2 separate regions of the Rattus norvegicus genome follow, and region 1 is linked to region 2. Evidence: chromatin contacts called from public Hi-C data. All regions are on one chromosome and are shown on one strand. Each heading gives the region's core, a stretch centred on a gene start, on an enhancer-like site or on the middle of the called end of the contact. The rest is flanking DNA. Distances are from core to core; before and after follow the strand shown.

Evidence for each region. A called contact is a pair of places that touch in the nucleus more often than the background predicts.
Region 1: a contact with region 2 is called in a Hi-C map of Schwann cells, with 3 times the contacts expected there. The contact joins the promoter of Tmprss7 here to the enhancer-like site in region 2. A contact is called at or near these places in 8 of 12 Hi-C or Micro-C datasets (the A7r5 cell line, the Rat2 cell line, Schwann cells and 5 more).

Annotation. Positions count from the first base shown.
Region 1 is chr11:68,589,385-68,594,861 of GRCr8, forward strand. Tmprss7 (transmembrane serine protease 7) reads left to right here and starts at 2,221. Exons shown (of 18, transcript NM_001105882.2): 1 at 2,221-2,268; 2 at 4,605-4,812. The coding sequence starts at 2,221.
Region 2 is chr11:68,303,053-68,308,784 of GRCr8, forward strand. Plcxd2 (phosphatidylinositol-specific phospholipase C, X domain containing 2) reads left to right here. Exons shown (of 4, transcript NM_001134481.2): 3 at 135-376. Among named protein-coding and RNA genes, the nearest start is that of Phldb2, 16 kb to the right of the region's middle. Within about 2 kb of position 3,224, at least 11 of the 93 cell types and tissues checked have an H3K27ac peak or open chromatin away from gene starts, as enhancers often do. A contact at or near this core is called in the A7r5 cell line and Schwann cells, where this site is marked.

The DNA.
Region 1 (5,477 bases), core at 971-3,470, 290 kb after region 2:
TCACAGTCCTTCTTGTGAATCAAGAGGAAGCGGGAAGCCATCAGTTTATTACAGAGCATTAGGGATGACCAGAGGAACGTTGACATTCCCACTCATCCCGAGGACTTGGCAGTGAGCTGTGATCAGAGGGCAGCTCTCTCTGCCTGCATCTATCAGAGCAGGGGGAAGCAGAACCTGAGGGGTGGAAATGCACTTCTCAGCTACTGAAAAGCTGGCCTCACCTGTAGTTAGGAAAAGATGGATGAGTCACCTCCCACTGCCGGTGGCTCTAGGCCAAGGTCTCAGAACCTTGCTTACGCTGGATGCATGACTCAGGGCTATGCCAAGTCTTCAGTGTGCGGTAGCTTTGGTGCAGAGAGTTGAAATACTTACAAGGTTTTTATGGTTTGGATTTACCCTGAGGTTAAGTTTGTTTTCTCCACGACAACTTCTGACCCAAATGGAGAGATATTTCTCCTTGAAGCCAGGTCACTGTGTGCTTTCGGCTTGCCTTACTTCCTTCTGCACAGGACCTTTACTGGTGAGAGGGACTGTCTTTCAAGCTGTTTGTAATGGGAACATTAGCCTGCATTTGATCCTTATGTGTCTTTTGTGATATGTTCTGGAATTTAAGGAACTCTTTCTCAGAACTTCAGTAACAGTTAACACAATAAGGAGGTTGAAGAATGCTTGCTCTCCAAGCTGCCTACGAGCTTGTATGCCTCATACTCCAGCTTTCGCCCTATCTCGTCAGATCTATGGCTGTCTAGTGTATTTCACTCCCAGAGACGATCATTTCCTCACCAGCATCTTTTTTTTTTAATTATCTTTAATCTTTTCCTACAGTCCAGTCATTATCCCCCTCCAGGTCCACCCTCTGACAGTTCCTCATCTCATTCCTCCTCCTTACTACCCCCTTCCCCCTCCCCCTATTTCCAAGAGGTTGTCCCCACCCCCATAACCCCCATATACCCCCAGGCCTCCCCACTCCCTGGGGTCTCAAGAATCTGGAGGGTAAGGTGCATCTTCTCTCATTGAGGCCAGACCAGGCAGTCCTCTGCTGTATTTGTGTCAGGGCCTTGGACCAGCTCATGTATGTTGCCTGGTTGGTGGCTCAGTGTCTGAGAAATCTCAGGGATCCAGGTTAGTTGAGACTGCTGGTCTTCCTATGGGATCGCCCTTCTCCACAACTTCTTCTAGTCTTTTCCTAATTCAACCACAGGGGTCCCCGACTTCTGTCCATTGGTTGGGTGTAAGTATCTGTGTCTGTCTCTGTCAGCTGCTTGTTGGGCCTCTCAGAGGAAGTCATGCTAGGCTCCTGTCTGTAAGCACACCAAAGTATCTTAGCAAAATAACATCTAGAACTTAATATTGAAAGAACATAATGTCATCACTAAATCTGCCCACATTTAGAGTCTACCCTTAACAGTTAGACACTTGTTTTGGCATATATCTGTATTTTGTCTTTTGTTTGTTTTTGAGATTGTATTTTAATGACATTTCTCTCTTCCCTTTCCTCTTCCCAAAGCCTCCCATTACCCCATTCTCGTGTTCCTTCAAATTCATGTTTTCTTTTTATTAATCAAGGGTTATTACATGCATGTATGTATTTCTACATTGCTAAATATAACCTGTTGAGCCCACATGATGTTACTGTTCTTCAGTTTCTATCTCCCAAGTTCTAGGATTAAGAACCATACCCGGTTTAATTGCTTGCTTTTTCTGTTGTATGGCCAGTAAAGACTTCTTGGCATAAGTAGGATAATCCTTTTGATAGTCTGAGCAAATGAGGCTGGTCTTGTAGACTCAGAAAGGCTTAAAGAAGGCAGACGTGAAGAGCAAACCCAGGATGACCATTTTGAAGTTTCATTCAAGATGAGGACACAGAGAGGACAGTAGGAAAATGTATGCTTGGTTAACTCAGTCTTAGTAAGAGTTCTCAGTATGTTTGGACTGATGGATTGCATTTCTGGTAGGGAACTGAGCCCTTGGTCCATCATAAAGCTACATTCAGAAATCTATCATCGTCAGGGAGATGCTGCATGCTAGGTCCCTTTAACTTTACAATGAAGCAGAGAGCTTCAGTTTCTGAACTGTACCTGGGTGGTAAGATGACTCCATTCCTCTGTAAGCTAGCTGAACCCGGTAACTGCCTCTCCATTCTTCTCAAGCTAGCATGGGAGGTGGTGAGTGAATGCAGCCTGCAGACTTCCCTACGTGGTCACACACAGAAGACGGGAAATGGACAAAGAAAAAAGTGATCCTTCCTGCAAGTCCTCAGACCTCAAAGTAAGTAATTGTTGGGAAGCCCTCAACTCTCCCTTGAACACTGTGTACTGTTAGTGAAATGAATCCAGGTGTCTGTAAATACAAAGAAGACAAATATCATTTTTGCAGTATTTAATAGTTTTTTTGAATGTGAGCTTGTTTAAAAGGACTGTAGTTGGTCATTTGTTAATACTGTTTTTAAAAAAGTTCAGGGAGATTGTACTGATCTCTACGTAAATTCCACTTTAAAATTTAATGAGTAGTGCTAGCTGAGACTGCCTATAATGTGTTCTGATACTTAAAGATCTGACTTGGGCCTTGGCATTCTATATGTGCCAGCATTTCCTTACACTTCTTTCACTCCTTTGGAGTCATGCTTGAAAGTAGCTATGACTCCACACTTAACTCATCCCACAGAGGCTGGTTTTCTTTCCAGAAGAACAAACTCACCCTTTCAAGATCCCACATCAAATGAAGTCTGTCTAGTTCAGTTTCACCATGAAAGATACACGCAGCTTTTCCTTCCAAGGGTTGACAAGGATGTTTGGCAAAGAGAATGAGGGCATCATGAATAATGCAAAGTGTACTTGGCCCCATATTATCCCATTAATTGGCAGGATTAAAGACTGGAAAATGTGGTGGTTGGATGCGAAGAAGGAGGAAGAGGGTGAGAGGATGAGGCAAGGGTAACAGCAATGTCAAGACAATTAATGTCTTCATGATTGTCGTTTTGTTGTTTTGTTTTGTTTTGTTTGTTTGTTTTGTTTTTTGATTTCCCCCCCCCCAGAATGCTGCTGTTAAAAGAATGTGTGTTTAAAAGTTATTTCATCACTGGAGTTTAGTTACCCTGACATGTATAAATCTCTTTGTCTAAGAAGCTAAACTCTCACATGCATTATTAAAGAATTCACAGTGTCAAATGACAAAAGGTAGAGGAGAAAATAAAAGAGGTAGAGAGGAAACAGCTAAATAATGCATTTCCCCCCTTTTCAAGCAACCAAATGCCCATAAACTGGCAATTTTACCTGGTGATGAGTCATCTGCTTCATTTTTTGCTTTAGTTTAGAGTGAAGCTTTTATTTGATTGAGAAACTGAGTCACCAACCAGTTTAGTGGCTGTCAACAACCAAACGACAGTGTCGGCGTTCTGTCCTCCAGGCCAGCAAAAATAATCACATCTCTTTAGTTTGTTTCCCCAGCTCAGTCAGGAAGTTACAATGAGGAAATCAATATATTTATGTGAGAAACTTGCATGTATGCTTATTTTCAATCTTGAGACCAGACAGAAATAACGAAAATACAGGAGAGAAGCAGAATAATACAAGCCTTTAGAAGCCATAAACATCTGGGCATGGCAGAATGTTCTTGTCATCGCAACACCCAGGGCACTGAGGCAGGAGAATTGGGAGTTTAAGGGCATACATAGGAAGATTGTGTCTCATGAACCAAATCCTTCCACAAACCCAATTCCTTCTGACGTTCAGTTCAAATTAAAAACAAATTAACGTGCCAAAAGAAATATACAAAGATGATGAGGCCAACCCAGGCATCTGAAAGTCGTACTTCTTTTCTTACTTCCCAACTCTCAGATATCTTTGTCGGCTTGGCTCTATACAGTCAGGCCTCTGCTCTGGAGTGCTGGAGTGCTGGGAGGTATGCTTTATGGCTGGCACACCATCTAGTTTTTTCTTCTCTTTTTACATAATAAGAATGGGCATGTCTCTCTCTCTCTCTCTCTCTCTCTCTCTCTCTCTCTCTGTGTGTGTGTGTGTGTGTGTGTGTGTGTGTGCGCACGCGCGGCACGTGCATGTGTGGTCAAAGAATAACTCTCAAGAATTGTTCATTCCTTCTCACCTTCTAGGATTAGGGCAGTGGTTCACCTGGGAATCTCTACCCATTTTTCATCCAATGACCCTTTCACAGGGGTGGCCTAAGACCATCAGGAAACACAAATATTTATTTACATTATGATTCACAACAGTAGTAAAATTACAGTTAGGACATGGCAATGAAAACAATTTTATGGTTTAATACAGATCTTAATCACAACACGAGGAACTGTTTAAAGGGTTGCAGCATTAGGAAGGTTGAGAACCATTGGCTTAGGGGAATCAAACTCAGTCATTGGGTTTGGTAGCAAGTGCCTTTACCCACTGAGCTATTTTTGTTTGCCTGCCCTAATGTCTAGATTTTCTGAGCTGCATACTGTACCTAATTAAAAGCCTCTCATTGCACTCATATGGATAGCTTGACTGATAGGCCTTTTAGCACTGGGGTCTCCTGCACAAGTCATTCCATTTATGCTTGGGATTATTTCAAATCAATGATTTGTCTTTTTTTTTTTCTCTTTTGAAAAGATATCCAACATCTCCATCCAGGTGGTCAGTGTCCCAGGGAAGCTACCAGGGAGAAGACTACCTCGAAAACCCATTGGCAAAGCCAGGCCCCGCAAGCAGCCTAAGAAGAGAGCTCCCTTTTGGAATGTTCAAAATAAGATCATTCTCTTCACAGTATTTTTATTCATCCTGGCAGTCACAGCCTGGACACTTCTATGGCTCTATATCAGTAAGTGAACATTTAAGTTCCTTTGGGGTTGGGGCAGGTCCTGCCTAAATCAGCAGGCGTAACCAATCTCTGGTCTCTTCTGGTAGATTGTCCCTCTGTCCCAGATAGACACACTGTTTGGAAAGACGGAATTGAGACTTTAAGGGGGAAAGCCACCAAGTTGTCTGCCATTTCTTCTTTATCACCATTATTTTTTTTCATGGGTGGGAAGAGGAGGAGGAAGGAGGGATGGGAAGGGAGGAGCTGAAGAGAATGCCCAGGAGGAGTTGACTGGCTCATAAATGCCATGCATTTGTAGCTTTTAGGAGATGAATGGAACACTAAGCTGTTTCATTTCCGCCTTCCACCCACAGCCTGTTACTAGGCAACCTGAAATTTCCACCTCCCTGAGTCTTCTTTCATATAAACATCTTTGTCTTCCAGTTATGTTTTTGCCCCTATGACTATGTTTTTGTCAATCTGATTGATCCTTTGGGGTACATGTGACAAACTAAACTCTGTTTTTTTCCTACAAAACACTTACTAATTCAACCTAGTAACTTGGTTGACTTGTATTGGCATTCTCACATGTATAATTCATTTAATAAAAAAATGCACATAATAGCACACATGTGAATACATACATGTGATCTCAGTCCCTGATTTTTGATATGGGGCTTCTGACA
Region 2 (5,732 bases), core at 1,974-4,473:
GAGACATGGCTTTTCCCCACTCAGTTTATGTGAACAGTTCTGCTACTTCTGAGAATGTTTGTCCACTTCTCTCTCCCCATTCGAGTACTCAGCTTTTAAATGTTTCTGTCCTTTTTCTGCTTTGAACATTTCAGGTTCTCATTTTCTACCACTGTCCCTTCTACAAGCAATACCCATTCCTGTGGCCAGGGAAGAAGATCCCGGCACCCTGGGCAAACACCACGAGTGTGCAAAAGCTGATTCTCTTCTTGGAGACCACCTTGAGTGAGCGAGCCCCACGTGGGGCCTTCCATGTCTCCCAGGCCATCCTCACCCCAAGAGTGAAGACTATTGCCCGAGGCCTGGTGGGGGGCCTCAAGAACACACTAGTTCACAGGTAAGAGGTGACTCCTACCCCACAGGTAGGGTCTATGTTACTGATTCACTGGTGGTGGTAGCTGGTTGATTGTTTGGTTTGGTGGATTGTTTGGGCAGTTGGGTCGATTGGTTGATTAGTTGGTATCTTGAGACAGTTCAGGCTGGCCTTGAACTCACAATCTTCCCATCTTTTGTTCCCTGATACTGGAATTAAAGGTTTACATATTTAGCTTCATGCTCCAGAAGAAGTTTGCACACACACACAGACTCCCCTTCCCCCTCCCTCCCCTCTTCCTTTCCCCTCCCCCTTCTTCCCCTCCCCTCCCCCCCCCCCACACCTTAAACTGTGGAGATAGTTCAGCTAGTACAATTCTTGTCTTGCAAGCATGAAGATCTGATTTCCAGAACCCCTGCAAAAACAATCCTGAGCACAGTGAGCCCACACAATCCCAGAATCCAACACTGGCAAACCTAACTTAATTGGCAAGTTCCAGGCCAGTAAGAATGAGAGCCATACAAGCACATACACATGTACCTACACACAATTTTATCTACACACATATCAATACACGTGCTCACAACATTTATCTTGATTTTCTTCTCATAACAATAGTAAAGCTTTGAGGATGAAAAAAAAAACCATAAAACACTATTTTGAAAAGCTGTGGATTCTAGGCGTAGTATATGAATAGTGCTCTAAGAATCTTTCAACACTTTGCTAAAATGTTTACATTATTCCATAAATACTCACTATATTTTGATACTATGACAAGCACTCTGAGCCAATGTCTCTGAGTGATTTTTTGTTCGTTTGTTTGTTTTGGTTTTTGTGACACACACCCATGGTGATCCTCTTACTGCCCACACAGCTGGGTGGGATACTCACTGTTTAAGAAGCATTAAATGCAGGCTGCTATGCTCCAAGGTAGGGACTGTGAGATCGTCCTCCATGAGTTTGTTCTTCTTGAGTACCATGCCACGGCTCCAAAGACTATCTTGGGATAGAATTAAGCCTGATATACAGATAAACAAGGATGACCTAGTCATTTTGTATGAGATGATAGTCTTTGTCCTGGGCACCAGTGAATGATGGATAAAGGCTGTCAAGAAAGCATATTACATGTATATGAACATTTGGGTATATATGTAGATTGTGTATGTGTATTTGTATGTATGTGTATACGTATTTGTACATGTATGTGTATAATGCATATATGTATATGATATATGTATATAGAGGGATACTATAAATATACTTTTCAGTAGGCTATCCTTTGAAATACAAGTTTAAGAAACTAATGTATTTCTAAAAATGATAATGTTTTCTAAAAATGGTATTTACAAGAATCTATTTAGTTCTTGAGTACTGGGTGCTGACTGGAATTTGGATAGTGAAAGTTGTGTTCAGTCACATCACATGCCCAGTCACATGTCCAGACAGTCACATGTCCAGACAGTCACATGCCCAGTCACAGTCATTTGGTTCTGAGTTTGAGAGCATTTCAGATAATAGCCATGTGCCTGGTCAGGAGTTTAAAAGGCAATCAACAACTGTACTCTTCCTTCGTACTGAGAACTCCTGATAATGTCAACCATGGACAGAACCGAGGGCTCCTTTCCAGGTAGCCCTTCTAAGTCTCAACAGAATTAACCGTATTCAGCTGGAAACAAAGCAACCCATGGGCAGGCCATGGTGCTGCACACCTGCAATCCCAGCATTTGGAAGGCTGAGGCAGGGGAATTGTGAGCTCAAAGCCAGGAAAAGCTATGACGAGGCTAGATGGTAACACTCTGGGGACAAGGGTATGGTAGAGTGAAACCCTGACTGACTGCAATCCTCCTGACTCAGTCTCCAGGAGTGTTGGGATTATAAGTGTGAGCGACTATGTCTGGCAACCAGACGAAAAATCAAAACAAACAAAAACCTTAATCCAGTGTGATACCTCTTAAAAGAACCTAGAATTATACATATTCAAGTTCCTGTTCCATTTTCCTCTTTCTTTTAATAAATTTGTAGCTTAACATTATTTACTCATGCAATAAAGTCAAGTTTTCTGTAGGTCAAGCAAAACAGAATGAGTACCAGGGAAGAGGCAGGTGGAGAGACACCGAGGAATCCTGTAGCTGTTGCTCCAAAAAACACAGTCCTTCAGCAAAATCTAACATGAACATTTCTATAGACCTGAGGGAAAACCAGTCTACTGCAAATCTCTCTGGGCAGCTAAGAGAGACTATTTCACAGGAAGGATAGGTCTTTTATTCTGAATAAAATGTGACTTCTTTGCAAATGATTTTATTTGACTCTTAAATCCAGGCCAGTGTCTTGAAGTGGAGAAGGGACGCACCATCTAAGGCCCTTGTGTGTCCTCACGTAAGACAATACTCAGGGAAGCCAAGTGATCCAGCACAGCAGATTACAGCTACGATTACACAGAGCTCCTGTGAGAGCTGAGAGCCTGTCAGGACTGCAGGGCTTCTGTCTGTGTAGTCCTGGGCACTGATGTGAGCAGAGAGGATGTCTGAGTTTAGTTTGTCAGTGTTCCCAGAGCCATGATTGAGTTAGTAGTGCCTGGAACTGGTCAGTTCACACTGGTTACAGTTGGTAACCCACAACATCACTATTCTTCTCCTATCGTGCTTCCTCAGTCTTGCTGCCACTGAATTTCAGACTCTCTGTTCAGTGGTAATGAAGACAGCATGAGCACAAAGGCAAGGTCTTCCAGCTGGCAGTGAGAATGTGCCCCTTAGATGAGTAACTCTCTTGGCATCCTAGCCCTTCAGGTCATGGGCGTGTTAGGGGTGTGCTCCTACATTCCTGTGCCTACACATCAGTGGAAGAGGACCATGGCTCTGGTTAGGACTTTGTTCCAAAGTACCAGCAAATAACATGACTCTCATTTCATCACTGAGTCATCTCGGACTCTCCCCCTCAGCAACCTGAAAGCTGTCTGGACTGGCTGAACCCTGAATGGTTGTACAGAGGTGCTATGTAGCTGAAGACCCAGTGTGTCTTCCTGATGGTGACCAGGTAGTTTTCTTGTTGGGAAGGTAATGCCCAATTTTCGGATGAGCTTTGAACATGAGAATGTTTTTCACTTTGTTTCATCATCCCGGAAGGAAGCCACAAACACAGATAGACAATTCAGACTGAATTTCTGTTGTAGTTTTCCTCAGACTGGAAGACACCTGATCCATAGTACCACAGTGAGTCAGGACGCAGTCAGGAGGCCTGGAGTTGAAGCTGTCCCTATTAATGTCACTGAATTATGTTCTCTCTCTTCAAATCCTTCTATTAAAATAATAACCTAACTAGGTGTGGTGGTGCATACCTTAGACCTAGCACTCCAGAGGCAGAGGCAGACAGAACTTTGTGAGTTCAAGGCCACCCAGACCTATGTACTGAGCCCCTGCTTCAAATAAAATAAAACCTTAATCTGAAGGTGAGTAAATTTGGAGAAATTGTGTGTTGAAGGGGGAATTAAGTTGAAAGGCCATTACAGTGGGTTCTAATCTACACACACTGATGTCGAAACGACATTTAAACCCAAAGACAATAGAAGCTAAGTATGGCAGCACCGTAAACCTGTAATCCCAGCACTCAGATAGGCCAGGGGACATTCAAGGTCATCTTTGAATATGTAATACGATCTCCCAAAGCAAACAAAAAGCAAGAGACTACAGGAATATGTGTGCCCACACAGAGAAAATGATACATGGGGTGCTGGGGGAGGGGCGTGGGGAGGAGGAAATCACCTGCAAGCCAAGAATAAGGGTTCAGAAAGAATCCTGCCCAGTAGCATCTTAACCTTGAGTTTGCAGCCTCTAGAACAGAGGGAAATAACTCCAGTTCTTTGAAGTCAGCAGTGTATGTGTTGTTATGACAGCGCACCTGAGCTAGCACAGTCCCCTGCACAATGGGATGTCCCTGCACAAGTTCTTGAGGTCTCTGAGACGAGTTTTTCTTCACCATGTGAATTGGAAAGTATGGATTTATAGTCTGCAAAGGGTTGGGGTTGCCTCCAGGTGTCAAGTATCATTTCCCCAGATTGACCAGCAGATGGCGCTGGCTCTCCAAACATAGGCTCTGACCAGGGATCTTTTGAATCCCTGAGTGTACCAGGCTCGCTACCACTGCGTCCTTCCTGTGGACTGCAGTGAAATTTGGTCTTTTGTCTCTGAGAGTTCTGTGCTTTTCAGACCCTATTCCCAACACCTTGTTATGTGGCTATATAAGGAATTTCCTATCCCTACTCCCCCAAATGTTTCTCTCTCTACCTTTTTACTCTTTTGTTTATGATCCCTTTTCTTGGCCAAATACATGACATGGCTATAAGCAACCATGGCTCTGAACACTTTCCATGTACTATCTTTCTGACCCATCCTGTTTCACAGGGAAGAGCAGCCGAGGGACAAGGAATTCTAGTAAATTCAGATCTTCAAGAGAGAGAGAGAGTCCCAGCTAAAAATAGAAGAACTTTTATCAGTCACAACCAGCTAATAATAAAAAAAAAAAAAGTGAATTGGTCAATGATACTGTTTCAGCCTATAGCTGTGTAGTCTCTGCTAACTGAGAGAAGAGCTGAGGTCTTAACATCATTCTGGAAGACCAAGAAATGAGGCTACATCATGGTAGAGCAAGGGTAGCTTCAACGGAGGATAGAAATGGGAGGATGGGGAGATAGACAGAGAGAGCATGAGTAAGAGAAGAGGGGGGGCTTGGATGTTAGCTAGAGCGAATCCCACCCAAAGGATTCCCAGTCATGCAATCAACTGTAAGGCCGTTTCTAACTCCCTTTGCTGGGTATTCAGGGAGCTGTTTACTGTGATGCAAGACAGCCAGCTGCTTTACCTGCTCTTCTCTTCCTCTGTGGTTCCTCACACTTAGGCCACTTTAGCTTGAAAGTGTTATTTACATCACAAGCTCTGAGCCTCTGTCACACCGGAAGTCTTCTGTTTATAAAATAGCCCCAGCAACTCTACTCAAGGGATAGCTGATTAAATATCAATCTATTAAGGAGCCACGAACAGTACTAGGATAACTAGCCCTGTGGAAAGTGAATCCTGACCCTTACTCTATGCCTTTTGTCAAAATTAACTGCTGGGAGTTTTTTAAAAAGTAAAATAAAGGTGAATTGCCTGAAGCTTTCAGGAGTAAATGGGGAAGGAAATCTTTGTGAATTGTAAGTGAGTGTGTTTCTTAAGCAAATCACAGAAATTAAGAGAAAATAAATGATGAGGGATCGGAAGGATGGCTGGGAGTTAAGATAAGTGAATACTTATGCACTCACTGAAGAGGTGCATAAGCCAAAGACACAAGTTCAGGTTTCAGCCTGTAACTTCAGCTTCCAGGGATCCAACTCCGTCTTCTAGACTCT